Regions from separate parts of the Sus scrofa genome. Here regions 1 and 3 are each linked to region 2. Evidence: chromatin contacts called from public Hi-C and HiChIP or PLAC-seq data. All regions are on one chromosome and are shown on one strand. The core of a region is the stretch at or near the end of the contact, and the rest is flanking DNA. Distances in the headings are between cores, read along the strand shown. Region 1 has its middle 72 kb from the start of ZNF532. Region 2 holds the start of ALPK2 (alpha-protein kinase 2). Region 3 overlaps ALPK2 (alpha-protein kinase 2).

Evidence for each region. A called contact is a pair of places that touch in the nucleus more often than the background predicts. HiChIP or PLAC-seq counts read pairs in DNA pulled down with a chosen protein or histone mark.
Region 1: a contact with region 2 is called in a Hi-C map of fetal heart ventricle, with 2.8 times the contacts expected there. The contact joins the enhancer-like site here to the promoter of ALPK2 in region 2. A contact is called at or near these places in 8 of 47 Hi-C or Micro-C datasets (alveolar macrophages, embryonic fibroblasts, fetal heart ventricle and 4 more) and 1 of 2 datasets of contacts at active chromatin or transcription factors (alveolar macrophages).
Region 3: a contact with region 2 is called in an H3K27ac HiChIP or PLAC-seq map of skeletal muscle. The contact joins the enhancer-like site here to the promoter of ALPK2 in region 2. A contact is called at or near these places in 1 of 5 promoter capture datasets (liver), 17 of 47 Hi-C or Micro-C datasets (alveolar macrophages, brain, embryonic fibroblasts and 8 more) and 2 of 2 datasets of contacts at active chromatin or transcription factors (alveolar macrophages and skeletal muscle).

The regions. Positions count from the first base shown.
Region 1 is chr1:162,055,752-162,059,480 of Sscrofa11.1, forward strand. No RefSeq gene overlaps it. Among named protein-coding and RNA genes, the nearest start is that of ZNF532, 72 kb to the left of the region's middle. Within about 2 kb of position 1,565, at least 53 of the 83 cell types and tissues checked have an H3K27ac peak or open chromatin away from gene starts, as enhancers often do. A contact at or near this core is called in embryonic fibroblasts, skeletal muscle and subcutaneous adipose tissue, where this site is marked.
Region 2 is chr1:162,173,883-162,177,454 of Sscrofa11.1, forward strand. ALPK2 (alpha-protein kinase 2) reads left to right here and starts at 1,361. Exons shown (of 14, transcript XM_001925970.7): 1 at 1,361-2,069. The coding sequence starts at 1,991.
Region 3 is chr1:162,258,306-162,261,730 of Sscrofa11.1, forward strand. All of the region lies in intron 5 of ALPK2 (alpha-protein kinase 2), which reads left to right. Among named protein-coding and RNA genes, the nearest start is that of MIR122, 70 kb to the right of the region's middle. Within about 2 kb of position 1,801, at least 34 of the 83 cell types and tissues checked have an H3K27ac peak or open chromatin away from gene starts, as enhancers often do. A contact at or near this core is called in alveolar macrophages, embryonic fibroblasts, fetal skeletal muscle and 2 more, where this site is marked.

The DNA.
Region 1 (3,729 bases), core at 315-2,814, 120 kb before region 2:
CGAAAACCAATGTCTCAGTGTGTAGAGGGAATGTGGGAAAGAAAGATTATCATCTCTAGCACACATTCTTTGAAAACGTGATTTTTATTTTTCTTATTAATTTGTTGGCCACAACATGTAGCAGCTTTATGTGGGATCTCAGTTTGCAGACCAGGGATTGAACCCAGGCCGCAGTGGTGAAAGCACCAAATCTTAAACACTAGACCACCAGGGAACTCCCCACAACATGATTTTTAATGACCACAAAACATACCACCTCATGAGTAACCACAATTTATTTAACGCTCCCTGTAATTTTGTACATTATTTATGAAGTTGATAATTTTGGCTATTTTAACACTAGAATGAAGTTCTCTGTAAATAAATTTTTGCATGCGTCTGATTTTTTTCTGAAGACAGATTACTAGAAATGGAATAGCGGGCTAAAAGGCAGTCATTTAAAAATATTTTGGGGGGAGTTCCTGTTTGTGGCTCAACAGAAACAACTCTGACTAGTATCCATGAGGACTCAGGTTCAATCTCTGGCCTTGCTGAGTGGGTTAAGGATCCTTTGTTGCCTTGAGTTGTGGTGTAGGTTGCAGACATGGCTCAGATCTGGCATTGCTGTGGCTGTGGTGTAGGGCCAGCAGCTACAGCTCCGACTGGACTCCTAGCCTGGGATCCTCCAAATGCTGAGGGTGCAGCCCTAAAAAGACCAAAAAAAAAAAAAAAAAAAAAAAAAAGAATTCTTGGTACTCATTGCCAAACAGCCTGCTAAAAGAATTGCCAACTCAGTTTGTCCAGCTGTGTATAAGAAGCCACCTTTCAGGTTACAAAGGATAAAAAGGCATAAAATTCTGTATGACCTTTTCATAAATGAAATATGTAAAAATAGATAAAAAGATAACCCAAAATATTAGCAGTGTGTAACTCTGGGGGATGAGGGTTTATGGGTGATCTAATATTCTTCTTTATCCCTTTCTATGTTTTATAAATTTCCTAAGTGTATGTGTATTACTTTCAAAAAAATTGTTTTTAAGCAGAAAAAGGAATATGGCAGAAAGAACACTGTGTCAAGTCAAAAAAACTGTGTTCTGAGTCTCCTGCTGGCTCATCTCCAACATAGTCCCAGTGGTTCTCAGCCCAGAGAATCACTGAAGTCACCTAGGCACTTAAAGAACACCTTTCCGGAGTTCCTCCCAGCAAAGCTGCAGCCCTGCCAGCGGAGCCGGGGAGAATGAAGGGGGTGGTTGCTGTAGCAGAGGCACACTTTTTGTGTATATTGGCTTCACCCTGACGGCAGGTAGAAGGCAATTTGATTTACCTCCACCAGACAATGAGTCAGAAGCAAACAAAATCGAGTCTTTCACTGGGGCAGCCAGTTCCTCCTCCATCCAAGTGCCTGAGGGATCAGAAGAGTCCATCAGGGCAGCCTTTGGCCCTCCCATCCTGGGTCTGGGAGGCAGAACTGGTGGTCCCGCTCTGGGGGCTTTGTGGTGGCAGAGAGGGCAGTGGAGGTGGGGCAGAAGGGAGCCGGAGCACCAGGCTGTGTGTGGCCTCCTGCTTCCTCTGGGCCAATGGGGAGCTGCCATCTCATGCTGGCCAGGCTCCCGGCCTCCTCTGAAGCCTGGAGATTAGGGCAATTTAATCCTTTGCTCTTCTCCTCTGGCTGTTTCTGTGGGAAGGGGGCTGGGCTGGCTGCCGGTTCCCTCAGCAACAGGGCCTGGCTCGGCTCCTTTGTGCAGAGGCCCCAGCTGGGCCCGGTGCAGGGGAGGAGTGGCCTTTCTTTTTCAGAGGTGGTGGGAGCTGTAGGCACCCAAGGGCCCTTATTTCAAAGTCTGGGGGAGTCATTAGGCTCCTCAGACCCACCCTGGGTGGAGAAGCCCACCGAGGGGCCAGTGGGCAACACAAAGTTGGCTGCTTACGTGCTGAAAGTGGGGGTGCAGCCTGGACTTGCTGCAGCAGGGGAGGAGGTGTGAGAAAGAGGTCGAGGGAGGGCAGTCTTTCCCTTTGATAAAGAGGAGCCTCTCCCCGAAGGCCCTGCTTGGCGGCTGGTCCTGGCCCTCAGCCTTGGGAATTCACACTTGGCATTTTCTGGCCAGCCTGTCCAAACGACTAAGTATTCTCCTTAGCATTTCTATTTTCGGAGCTCCTTGATGGCTTCTCCCACTGAGGTCCCCTCTACTGCAGGGATTCTCAACTTCTGCTCCATCTTCTCCCTACATTTTGCTGTGGTCCTCCCTCCCCCGCCTCCTTCATCTCTCCTGCTCCATGTCCACCTCCTCATGTTCCTTCTTCCCACTTAGCTTTTATTTCCTACACACACACATTGCAAAAACAAAGGAAAACCTTCCATCCTCTTCCTAGTCTTAGTTTTCCGTCAGGATAATACAAGTCCTGATGGCCTTAAGGTAGATCAATAAAACCATCCAAGCCTAAACACGTCAGCAAACTCTATGAACTAGATGTGCCATACGCTTTAGAGAGGTTCTGTCACTAGTAATTTTTAGATGTCTTGGTACTTAAAGATGTGAGTTTTGGATCCAAAAACATAGCCACCCTAAAAGTGACCGCTCTTTCCAACGACATATAACGTGTAAGGTGCTAGTGTATTTTACAAACATGATTTAAGTCCCTTAGAAATAAAATAAATGTCTTGCTGTTTATTTATTTAATCTTTTTATGGCTGCATCTGCAGCACACGGAAGATCCCAGGCTAGGGGTTGAATCTGAGCTACAGCTGCCAGCCTATACCACAGCCACAGCAACGTGGGATCCCAGCTGCTTCTGCAACCTACGCCCAGCTCACAGCAACACCTGATCCTTAGCCCACTGGGCGAGGCCAGGGATCGAACCTACATCGTCAGGAATACTAGTCAGGTTTGTTACCTCTGAGTCACAACAGGAACTCCCGTCTTGCTGTTTTTAGTAATTCCTACAACACCATTGTTTCAATCTGGAAGATGTCATGATATTATGTGTCACATTGAAGAGACTCAGTCACCCATTCATGAGTGAGGTGACTTTTTATTGTTGGCACATCATCAACACAGAAGAACCCAGGGTCCAGTAGCACAGAGCACGTAAGCCTGCATCTAATCCCTAAGCGGATCTATGCCCTCCACCTCCAAATAAAAAGATCCCATTCATTTCTCACTGGAAGGAGTGGGACCCCAACTAGCATCTTTCTCGTGACTCTCACTCAGCACAGCTGTCCTCAGACTTGTCAATAGTCCACAAAGCGCTTAACTTCCTCTGGCTTCACTTTCGACTTTGCAGGTAGGGTTGTTGTGAGAGTTGAGATGATTCATGTGTGTTGAATGTGGAACATAGTGCTTGGTGCACAGTAAGCAACAGTAACACTGTCTTTGACCCTCTGGCCTTGAAGAAGGCACCTCTTATCTCCATGGCTCATCTTAAGCCAGGGCACAAAGACTATTAACCTTGATTCACAGACATAGAGGTGGAAGCTCAGAAAGGTTCGATAACATGCCCAGGGTGGCCCAGCCAGTTAGACAGTGCCATCTGGATTTGAACTCAAAGCGCTCGGCAACACACAAGCTCTCCAAAGCATCCGCTGTCTCTCCTGCCTCACAGTATTATAATTGTTTTGCCTCGCCTGAATCCCTGGAGATTTGTTCTGTAGAGACAAGTCCATTATGTGAGTGCATTTGAAATCTGCTGGAGGCAGTCCTTCAGTGCCCGGCTTTTAGTGCCTATTAGGCAGGTGGAGGAAGAAGATCAATGAAC
Region 2 (3,572 bases), core at 111-2,610:
TTAATCCAAGATCTCTGTTTCTGATTTTTTTTCCATTCATGCTACACCAAATGTAAGAAATTCTATGGCTGCAGGCTAATAAGATGACCATTATATATATGTAATATAATATATAATATAATATTGTATTATATATCATTACATGTATATATATTTAAATCCTATGCCCCTTAAATTAATTAACTAATTAATTTTGGCCATGCCCAAAGGCATGTGGAAGTTCCTAGACCAGGGATCGAACCTGTGCCAAAACAGTAACAACACCTGATCCTTAACCTGCTGTGCCCACAAGGGAACCCCTCCTTAAATTTATTTTGCTAGGAGATGAATGGTAGGAGTTGAGGGAGTTGTCTTTCAAATTGTTTGTGAAGAACAAAATTAAGTTTCATGATGAGTGGCAACTTTTCCATGTAAGAGCTTCTAGGCAACCCTTCTTTCAAGATCACCTCACATCTATCTACTGTGTTGGGACACCGGGTCCTTTTTGCTTTATCCTGTCCTTCTGTGTGCGATAACATTTGTTTATTTTTTATCATCACACCTTCCTTCTCTCTTCAGTCTCACCTTAAAGCCATCTGTGCTTATCTGGAAAGGACCTTCTTCTGTGAAGAGGATCAGGGATTTAAACAAAACCAACGGGTATCCACCATCACAAAAGTCTGGTAATTTCTGCATTTTGTTGCAGTTCATAGAGATGTGTTCCCAAAGAGACAGTCATTATTTTAGAGTCCCTCAACGTTCAGTATCTTTCTTCTCAAATGAAGGTAAAACTGGAAAAAAAAATTTACATCAACAGTATACTACTTGATATCTAATAATTCTAAATGATGATTTTCTGTCTTGTGAGAAGTTTCATTATCAGGTACAGTGATGTAGATCACCACGCTGTATGAAAAAAGTTTGCTTTTGAGGATTATAGTACCCAACAGGGAGTAATTATCTAACAGTTATGTCCCCTTCAAAGTCACCCACTCGAAGCAGCTAATTTTAGCCACGAGTCTCCTAAGAGGTTTCTTTCTAAGTTGTCAGTTGCCAGGTAGAGTACATTAAAATACTTTTGCAAAGAGGCAAAGTGGTTACAGAATGAGACTTCTGATTTTCTGTGTTTTTCTTGGATTTGGACAAAATTCGAGGAAAGAAATGCCTGAGTTACCAAATCTACTTTGCCAACGTGGAACGATTCTTCACAATCTGAAAAAATAGGGCTTATGGTATTTCTTCTCTGGATTTGTTCTGATCTTCCTCTCTTCTTACTACTGCAGTCAAAATAGGAAGAGAGAGAGAACATGTGGGAGGGGGGCAGCGAGGGAGAGAGGGGACCATGGGGGCGGGGGCGGGTGGATCCTCCCTTGCTGTGGCTTCTGCTTTTCTCAGAGAACTTCAGAGAAGGACGGTAACACCAGCTCTAAACGAACTACACATGACTCTTATTTTCGCCTCCCCTCCCCAATCCCCAAGGGTTTCCTATGTGTATTTCAAGAGCCAGATACCCTTGATAGAAGAACTGCTGGGGTTCCTCCCACAGTAATTGCTTTATCAGGCAGCGAGGTTTTGCTTTTCTAAGAGGCGAGCACCTGAACCCGAGGGCCAGCGTGGGCTTTGCCAAACGCTGCTTGGTCTCCGAGCCACCAGTGACAGCTAGTCTGTGTTTCATCAGCTCCCCGGGGCTGCATTTCACCAGGCCCCTTTGCCAGGGCCTCCCCGGCAGGCAGCGTCAACAAGTGTTGCACCTACTGCAGAAACAGCCCTCAAGTTTCATCACAGTGATGCTAAAAACTATTCTCCAGCTTCAGCAATGACCTAGTTCATTCAAGGGCAGGGGGGAAAAATGCTCTTCTTCCAGCACTTGCCTGGGCATGGAATTTTCTCTTAGGAATATAGGAGATTTTCTGGAAACAGACCCAACTGTGCCTTGAAAACCTTTGGAAGAGACCCTGAACCCTGTTAAGTCCTCTGAATCCCCAGCCCCAGGAACAGGGACGCCCAATCAATGCCTCACACGCAGCCTGGGGAGCCCACAGCTGAGCCAGCACCTCCTATCACGTCTCTTGGACCAAAAGTATTGAACAGTAAGTATGCAGACTTTGGTTTTACATAAGGAATGGCTGTGCTTTAAATAGTCGTTTACATTTTCTCCAGTGGGGAACAAAGTCCATTGTTTCCTTATGAATTAGAACAGGATAAAACAACGTAGGGTCAATCAAGCATATTTGCATATATTTAAGTAGCCAAATTCGCCTTCATTCTGACACTTTTGAGAAACTATTGTTGTTTTTTAATGTCTGTTTATTTTGGCTTGGCAATAATTTTAAAAGCTTCTTTCTCCTTATGGCAATGTCAAGAGTTAGGGCAAAATAAACATAAAGGATGACCCAAAGGAGCGATTTGTGAAGGCTTTGCAAGATAAAGTGTAATGACAATCTGAGAAAACGACCCAGGTAACTCGGGCTCTAGTACTTTTGCCTGAAATCTTTGAGTGTTTTAGTCAAAAGTTATTCCTTTTACTTGTGTTAGCTGCATGATTGAATCTCCCCTTTTTGGGTGGACACAGCAATATCTTGTCTGACAACAGGAATGAAGGCTGCTGCAAAGCCATCAAGCTTGTCAAAATGGCTGATGCAAACATTCATCGAGTCATTAAAGTCAGTTTTCTTTCTTTTTAAAAATTGTGGTAAGAACACTTAACCTGAGATCTACTGTCTTAATACACGTTTAAGTGTACAATACAGTACCGTTAACTATAGGCATGACGCTGTACTTGAGTTGTTAGATTTTTTGAAACATTTAAGGCAAAAAAGTCAACCCCCGAAAGACTGGTAAAATAGCACCACTGTCATGCATGTTACGTTTTGATGAACCCATCCAAACTTTGAAACCACTGATTAAAGGTGTCAGTTACAATCATTTAAAAATAGATAAAAGCAAGAGCAGCATTTAGAGCTGCTTCTGCTCTACTGATTTCCCTTCCACAGCCTTTTCCTTAGGTAAAGGTAGCCTTCATTTTTGAAGATTCATTACCTGGGGAGTGGTGAGAGAGTTTTTAAAACAGCCTTCCAGCTGTTGTAAGGGTAAGTCAAACGAGCCTCCTTCTGTGGCGCTTCTAAAATCCAGGATGTTGTGAGCTACCTTCTGAATGGAAAAATTGACAAATCCTGTATTGAAAGGCACTGATGGTCAAGAAACATGATCAGATCCTGGAAATTCAGATTTAAAACAAACGAAATGTATGTTAGCTGCCCAACTCCATTGTCCTTTGAAGGTTTTGCAAAACATGCAATCACAATTTGGGTGGGATTCCTATTTACATCACCTGCGGAGACACCGCCCCCATTTAATTAGTTTTGTTTTGTCTTTTGTCCTTTTAGGGCTGCACTCTCAGTATATGAAGTTTCCCAGGCTAGGGGTCGAATCAGAGCTGTTGCTGCCGGCCAACACCACAGCCACAGCAACGCCAAATCCGAGCCTCGTCTTCAACCTACACCACAGCTCACCGCAACGCCAGATCCTTAACCCATTGACCAAGGCCAGGGATCAAACCCGCAACCTCATGGTTCCTAGTCGGATTCGTTTCT
Region 3 (3,425 bases), core at 551-3,050, 85 kb after region 2:
TATGCAGGAGGCTAGGAAGATCTGTGGCTTTCCAGGCTTTCTGCTTGGAGGTGTCAAGGGAGAAAGGGGATTGGGGATGCTGTTGAATTAGTTAACTCCTTTCCACTCTAATCATAGAAGAACATTCCTGAGACAGTACTGAAATAGCCAAGAATCACCTAAACATTTTTTTTTTTTTTTTTTTTTTTTTTTTTTTAGCTATTTCTTGGACCACTCCCGTGGCATATGGAGGTTCCCAGGCTAGGGGTCTAATCGGAGCTGTAGCCACCCGCCTACGCCGGAGCCACAGCAACGCGGGATCCGAGCCGCGTCTGCAACCTACACCACAGCTCACGGCAACGCCAGATCGTTAACCCACTGAGCAAGGGCAGGGACCGAACCCACAACCTCATGGTTCCTAGTCAGATTCGTTAACCACTGAGCCACGACGGGAACTCGCACCACGACGGGAACTCCCACCTAAACATTTATACATAGAATGTGAGAGCAGCCTCATGGTTTTGCCCTGCAGGGATCTTAGCTACTGAGTGGAAGAGTATTTAGCTGCGACCTTCTCCCCACCACCGGAGCAGCTCTGCTCGTTAATGTCTATCCTTTTAGCCACTAGCACAGCTTGGCAAGAATGGCTATTTATCTTTTCCACGTACATCTTGTCTCTGCAGCTGGATTGCAAGCTATCTGAGAAGGAGGGATCTTATCCACCTTCTATTGTCAGCTACTCAAATTAGTGTCATGCCCTTGGTGGCATCCAGGACACTCCCACTAATGAAGATAAGCCTGCACTTCAGGGGGTGGGTGAAGAGACGACACACCTTCATGGGCTTGGGGGTGGGGGGGGCATGCTTAGGCAGAATTTTTGGAAAGGCCAACAGATAGAAACAAGGTGCTTGGAGAATCAGGCATGTTGGACAGATGGGGCGGGAGACCTTTGTGCAAGCAGAGTGTTTTCAAGCTTAACGCTGCTTTCAAAACAACAGGTTTGGAAGTATTGCTAAATCTGGACTACCCTTCCCTCTCCTGTACTCATTCATCTGTATATTCATTCAGCAATATTAGGTCCTTAGTATGTCCTAAAGTTCTAAAAATTCAAGTAACACAATCCTGTCCTCAGCTTGGGAGGAAGCCAATAAACACATGGTCATGTTGGGTGGAATAAGGACCATTATAGTTGTAAAACCAACGTGTCTCAAGAACTCAGGTGTCCTGGGTTTAAATGAGGGTGTTCCCAGCCCTTCAGTGGGATTTTCTTTTAATTACTCTTGTTAGAAAGCCCGAGTTGAAAGGCCTTTTGAGCCAGATAGACTTAGCTTTAAATCCTGGCTCTGCCATTGACTATGGGGACCCTGGGGAGATATTTCTAACCCTGACATCAGTGATCTCAAGGCCAGTTCTTAATTACTGCCTCTCAGTTCCAAAAACACCCTTCAGTATGTGCTTGGTGATAACAGAATTCCATTCCCATCCCTCCTTTTCGATGTGACGCTCGGCAGAGGGTGTGGGCGGAAGAGGAGTCCTTTTCTTCTCAGCAGTGCTTGTGGGGTCAGGGAGATGAGGGTGGAGGTCATCCCATAGAGGCTGCCCAGCCACAGAGCCCGGAACATGGTCCATCTGCAGCCTGGTAGCCTTGGCCTAATGATAACCTTCCTGTAGCCCTCGACTCAGAAACCACAGCTTCGCGTGGCCAGCCTACTTAGGGCTTCCTGCCAACACCAATATCCAGACTCCTTCCACCAGCCCCCACAAGGGCTATATATGGGCTGTCGTTCCCTCTCCCTACCCCCACTGCGTGTCGCTCACCCGCTCTGTCAAGCCTCTGCTGGTCCCCGACTCCCACTGTACGACTGCACGCTGGGTGCTGACCGCTGGCTTCCTGCCTTCACACAGAAAGGTGGTGTACTGCTCACCCAGCAATTCCAGACCAGCTCTGGCCTCGCCATCTCATCAAACTTCTGCTGTTGGATGGCCTGGTTATACCTCCAGCTAGGTCTGTGCCCCTTCCAGGTGGTCCCTCCTTGGGACCCCACCTCCCTTAGTGCACCTTTAGGCTTTCCTGGTACATTGCAGTTATCCTATTGCAGTTAGCAATTCCTAATGCTCAGCTTCCCTTACTTACCGGGGTTTCTGTTTTGTGATTGGAGCCAGGCTCTTGACCTCATCAGTAAAGAAGAGATGCTAGTATCAGTATTTCAGACTTATTATATCATGAGTGAACATAAAGCCCCAAAAGCACACTGCTCTGCTCATTGGAGTTGGCTCCGTTTTCTGCCTTAGCCCCTACTGTCTTTTCACAGAACAAGGGAAACGAGTGTCAGTGAGTGCCAGAGTGCTGACGTGCGTGTGGTTAGTCTTAGAGGAAGAGACAGAGGGTCACAGAGGCTAAAGAGATTACTTGGGGTCATGCATGCAATATGGGCTGAAGCAGGTGGCCAGTGCTGAGTCCCCACACTTTGCTGGGTGTTTCCACCTAGAGCCCTAAACCCTCCTCCCCTGCACCTGAATGAGAATAATTTTCCTACCCAACAAAGCCACCTGAGTTCTGCCACTCACTCCATGAGAATAGCTGAGCAGTAAGAGAATCATTTGCTGGAGTTCATGATGATTTAACTAAGCTCTCTCCCTGAGAGAAAAGGTCTGACTCATTTGAAATGTGTGAGTCTTGTGGTTTCCCTTTCTGAGTTGGCCTCCAAGGAGCCTGGCCTTGGAACTAATGCCTTGAGCCTTGGCAAGTAAGTATTGCGCTGTTAAAGGCTCCACTTCAAGCAAATCCCATTGGTGACCATCACATTTTATGGAATTTCACATCTGCAGTGGACCAACCAGTAAGGCTTGTTGCTGGAACCTCACTTCCAAAAGGCCAGCTGTCTTGGTGATGCTCACTGATGCTTCCCAGTCCTTAGCACAGAGCTTAGCATATATGGTAGATGCTCAGTAAATACTCAAGTGGATGAGTTGTCCATGGTCAAGGATTCACCATATTTCTTCCTCCATGGGGCTTCACTGGGCTCCTTTAAAGTCGGAGTTTATAGAGAAGGGGGAGGAAGGAGCAAACCTTAGTAGGAACACCACTGCTTTGTAAATCAAGGCACAATACCATGGCTGTGACAGTCCAGTGACCAAGCCACACTAATCAAAGCTTACCTGTCCTGTGTTTTGTCCTCTGCAGACTAGTCTGATAGGCTAGTAAGCAGTATTGGGTGGGCGACATCCAGGCAAATAGGGGACTTTTAATTTGAGCCCTTTGCCAAGCACTTGACAGTTTTTTCCAGAGAATTCTACACATGGCAGCTAGTCCATAAATGTTTGGCACTGATGCTGTGATGATGGCAAGATCTTAAAATAACGACTGACATAGGCAGTGGAAATTCAGGCAGGGGAGGAAACCTCAGAGGGTTGTGGTGTTTTCAACCAATCTTCCTGCACAGCTC